Regions from separate parts of the Capsicum annuum genome. Here region 2 is linked to region 1. A link is a contact called in public Hi-C data. All regions are on one chromosome and are shown on one strand. The core of a region is the stretch at or near the end of the contact, and the rest is flanking DNA. Distances in the headings are between cores, read along the strand shown.

Region 1 (2,700 bases), core at 130-2,629:
CTATACCAACTTCTGTAATTATTATACTTATTTTCATACTGATTTTATATAGAATTTATACACGAAACAGTTTAATAAGTATATACAAGATAATTTTCACTATATTATTTTTACACTTCGATAGAGGAGAAGGAGTGAAACAACCAAAATCAAACGAAGGTCTAGAAAGATGAATGGGGCTATTATTTTCGATTAATCTAGGACTTCTACGCGAAGGAGTAGAATCGAATTTTGGTTTAGACATTATTCACAATGGAGAATGAAAAAAAAAAATATATCAATTTTATGTCTTTCGGAAAGAAGATGAATATTATATGAAACTCACTTTTTTTCAATCTTGTATTTTGAAGGAGAGAATATGAATATTATATGAGTAAGTTAATGAAATCAAAATTTTCAATAAAGTTTTGAAAGGTTAAACATTAGAATGGAGAAAGAGAATAAAGTTTTGAAGGTTAGAGTATTTGAATGGAGATGGAGAGGTGATTCACATACGTTTTCGAAACATTAATTTGATTTACACGTAATCTTCTTTCAATAAAATTATCTGATAAAAGTGTGAAATCTTTTAAATATAAAATAATATATATTTACCATAATTATCAATACATAATTTAAGGGGAATATTGATTATAACCCTATAAATATGGAACTGTTTTTAAATTATATAATTAAAAATGAATTTTGAAAATACAATTAAAATAATATATCTTTTAATAAGTTGTTATAACTTGACACTAAATTGCTATTAATGCAATTATCTAAAAATGTTTCTAAAATTTGTTATTTTAGATCTAATAATACTACGGGGGATAATTTTCTCTAAGTTATTTTGGGATTATTATTAAAAGTAACCCTAATCTATTTAGGAATTAGTCAATTTTATTTATTTTCTGACCAAACTAATTGACCAATTGTATTACAATTGTGGCCAATTTGATTTCAATTATGGTCAAATTTTAATAAATTGACTAGATTAGATTGAAATTTGATACGAATCAATACCTCGTTTAATCACGAGCTTCTTGATTTGATAAAATCAAATAAATATTTTTTCAAAATAAATTGTTTTTGTGACTACATTATCTTTGAATCAAAATTTTAACTATTTGAATCAATTTTCAAAATAATCCTGAATTCAAATCTATTTTTTGTAAAAATAATTATTTAAGTAACAAAATTACACAATTTCGTATGTATGAATACGAAAATATATAATCGTTACTTAAAAGTGACCAAATTATCTAGATAAATATTTGAATGATTTTTTGTCTGAATAAAATAAATATTATAATTTTATGTAAAGGCGAAGAAAGCTGAACAAGTCTTACAACTGAATTCTGTGCATCAGATGTGGACCTTTTAACTATATATACTTTTTGTCACATAGGTCATTTCTTATTATTTGCTACCAAAATTAGGTGACAAGTCCCATCTGGCTCTCCAGCTTTAAGACAAAGCCACTTTGCTTATAGTGACAAAGACTTTTGCCTTTGTTAGTGAAGCAGTTAAGTATCTGTCAAGATTTTCACTAAACAATTCAACAACTTAACGATTTTAAGAAGAAAAAAGTGATGCAAATAACATTTATAAGATTAGTGTGAAATTAATAGTTTTCGTTTAATCATTTGGTATTCAAAATCAACTGGCTTGACTGATTCAAATTAAATGTGTATTACCAATACAAGGGAGAAACGTTCTCCAAATAAATAATTTTTATTTTCAAGATTCGAATCCTATACTTTTATTTAGTGTCAGACGAATCTCACATTTATCATCTATCAATGAAATTAATAGTTTTTCCCTCCCAAGTCACCCCATATTTCATCTTGAATGTCTTAAATTATGTAACACTATTTCATTTCTATATCATGCTTACAACTTTCATTAATTTAAAGTCATAAAACTATTAAAGTTTTAATTAGGATTTGATGATTTCTCTATCTGATAATTTACTATAACATTTCTCACTATCACCAATTTATGAGATAAATTAAATTTATAATTTTACTTTCTTTGTTTGATTTTATTAAATTGAACTGATTAGAGTAACATAATCAATAAAAGAAATGGTTCTAAAGTTTAGCAGCACAAAGAAATAAAGTACCATAAGGTGGGTATGCTTTTCACTGTTTTCTTGCAAATGCAGACAAATAAAGAAAATTTAACAAGTCATGCAAATCCCAGACACTTCTATTTTCTTTCAAATTTCCTTAATTACTTTATACCTATATTGTTCTAAAACAAAAGACAAATTTCCACTGAATTAAAGAGATGGGACATGCTTTTTAATCAGCCCAGACGAAAGAATGACATTACATTGGACCCCTACACCCAGAAGGGATTTTGCAACAATTATATATTTCATTTTCAAATACATTGAAGTACAACTTTTTTTTTCGCGAAAGTTTCTTCGTTTGGTGTTCGGTATTCGCTTTGAACTAATTTGAATTCATTTTGAAAAATCTGATTCGGGAGTAAAATATTTTCTATTAAAAATGACTCTAAACTCTGAACTTAAACCCAAAATCGATGATTAAAAATAAAGAAATACTTATAACCATTTCATCATAGCCTACAAATGATGGTATTATCATAGACCTTTTGATTTCTCAGGAATGATAATGTGATAAAGATCAATATGAAACATCAATAATATTATGTGACTTGTCAACTCAAGAAAAAGGACAGGAGTTGCTT
Region 2 (2,700 bases), core at 12-2,511, 110 kb after region 1:
ATCATAGTCCCTTCCAACCCAGATGAGTACAAAATTGTACCTGGCTCGATTCATCGAACCGGGTAAATTAACATCCAAGCACTCGATCGTTATCGGAGGCGACAACTTCATGTATAGAAATTTATTTAATTGGCATATGTTTTTAGAACTTCATGTCATAAGATCAACAACGTCATCTTATTGTCCCATGAGTATATCATAGTGTATGAATTGTATAAAAATTTGGTGTATGAATTGTATAGAAATTGGTGTATCAATAGCTTTATGGTGTCTGAATTGTATAAAAATTGGTGTGAAAGAGTATATCATGGTGTATGAATTGTATAGAAATTGGTGTATGAATTGTATAAAAATTGGTGTATCACCAGCTTTATGGTGTCTGAATTGTATAGAAATTGGTGTATCAACAACTTTATGGTGTCTGAATTGTATAAAAATTGGTGTATCAATAATTTAATGATTTTTGAAATAGTTAGAAATTGATATATTAATAATTTTATGGTGTCTGAATTGTATAAAGATTGATATATCATCAAATTATTGTAAGGCGTCTTAGAAATGGGTGTATCAATAATTTTATAGTGTTGAACTCTTTAGAAATAGGTGTATCAATAATAATAATTTTATAATGTCTGAAATATGTAGAAATTGGTGTATCGATAATTTTATGGTGTCTAAAATGTATAAAAATTGATATATTTTATGATGTTTGATCGATATAGAAATAAGTGTATTAATAATTTTATAGTATATTAATAAATTTATGGTGTATGAAATTTATATAAGATGTAATTTGAATCAATTGGAGAATTTACTATCATTAATGATGTTTTTTCTTAGAAGTATTAAAAACTAATTTTCATTGAATTAAATAAATTAAATTTAAAAACATAAAAAAAATATCAAATAAATGTGTTGTTTGGTTATCTTATTTACTATTTTTTTTTTTTAAAACTTAGTTAAATAATAAAGTAGGAGAATTTATAAGATAAAATATCAATCATTAAATTATCTTCTTAAATCATGCTAGTTTAATTATTTTTTTAATTTTTGATATATCTTATAAATTAAAAAGTAGTGATAGTTTTTATAATATTGACTCTTACATTATATAGTTATATGATTTGTGCTTAATTTTACCTATCTTTCACACAAAAAATTTGCTCGAAGCCCAAATTACTAACTCCGTTAATCGCACGTGCCCAAACACAAACTCATACAGCGGCGCAATATACCCTCTGCGTATAATAGCAAATAAACTATACAATCTTTGAAATTTTGAAAATTTTATTGCTCTAAACAACAAAAACAAAAGTCTTCTCTCCTTACACACACACAGCTCCTTCCAGCTTGGAAAACCTGAGAGTTTTCCAATTTTAGGGTTTCCAAATACCCCAAAAAATTTCCAACAAAATTCTTGATTTTTATTTTGATTTTGGGTATGAGAAAATTAACATTTACATTTTTTTCAGGTCAAAAATTCAATCTTTGGTATTAGTATTTTCTTGAATTTTTTCATGTCAAAGTTTCAAATTGTAATAATATTAGTATTAGTATTTTCTTTGAATTTTTTTCGTGTCAAAGTTTCAATTTTTATGAAATAGCAATAGTATTAGTATTTTCTTGATTTTTTTTTTGAAAAAAACTTTTTAAAAAAAGTTGTGACCTTTGAAGTGTTCAAGGAAGAAAAATGCCAGGGCATAAGTCAAAATCAGAAAAGGGTGAAGGAGAAAAGTGTTTAAGGAGAGACCCTTATGAGGTTTTAGGTGTTTCAAGGAATTCTACAGATCAAGAAATCAAAAGTTCTTACAGAAAATTAGCTTTGAAGTATGTTGTTTTTTGGCCATTGTATGATTCTTTTTGTTTTTTTCCAGTGGATTTATTTGATTTTGGTAGTGTAGAGGTGTTTTCTTGAAATCCCATTTTTTTTTTTTTTTTTTTTTTTTTTTTTTTTTTGTGTTTACTGAATTTATTTGATTTTGGCATTGTAGGTGTTTTCTTGAATTTTGTTCAATTTTTTGTTTGTTTTAGTGAATTTATTTGATTTCACTGGGTATGTTGTTATTGTTGTTCTCTTTTTGGGTGTCTAAGAAGTGGAAGAGAAGTTGCAAAAGATTTAGATTTTGTGATATGTATTGTTTTGTTGTTGTTATTGCTTGCTTATCTGTATCCCCTTTCTCAAACTGTTTGGCAATGCTTTATTTAAGCTGAGGGTCTATCGAAATAGCCTCTGTATCTCTACGAGGTAGGGGTAAGGTCTGCATACTCTCCCTCCCCAAACCCCACTTGTGAATTTACACAGAGTATGTTGTTGCATTGTATTGTTGTTATTATCTCTGTGATAATGAAAATAACTTAGCTTGGGAGTGGTTGTTCTGCATATAAATGTTAGCAATAATTCTTATAGCAAGTGTTTTGATACATCAATATTGAATTTCTGTTATTTCCAAGGATTCTTTTTCTAGAAAAAGAAAAATAAGGAAACGTTTGAAGAAAGGGGTGTTAGCTTGCTTCCTACAGAGTGTGTTATTGTTGTCAGATGAGAGCTTTTACCTCTTTTTTTTTTCGTTGTTTCCCCTGTGCATTTTTTTCTATTCATTTGAAAATTCGAACTGTTTATGGGATTTGAGTGGGATTCTGAGTTTTTGGTCTGCAACCTACCTCTAAAGTAACTAAATTGGGAGAACTAAATTTCCTCAA

The links. A called contact is a pair of places that touch in the nucleus more often than the background predicts.
Region 2: a Hi-C map of leaf shows a contact between it and region 1, with 2.3 times the contacts expected there. The contact joins the promoter of LOC107847875 here to the enhancer-like site in region 1. A contact is called at or near these places in 2 of 5 Hi-C or Micro-C datasets (leaf and placenta).

What each region holds. Positions count from the first base shown.
Region 1 is chr11:39,613,427-39,616,126 of UCD10Xv1.1, forward strand. No RefSeq gene overlaps it. Among protein-coding and RNA genes, the nearest start is that of LOC107846539, 11 kb to the right of the region's middle. Within about 2 kb of position 1,380, at least 1 of the 5 cell types and tissues checked has an H3K27ac peak or open chromatin away from gene starts, as enhancers often do.
Region 2 is chr11:39,719,740-39,722,439 of UCD10Xv1.1, forward strand. It overlaps LOC107847875 (chaperone protein dnaJ 16), which reads left to right and starts at 1,262. Exons shown (of 12, transcript XM_016692443.2): 1 at 1,262-1,827. The coding sequence starts at 1,691.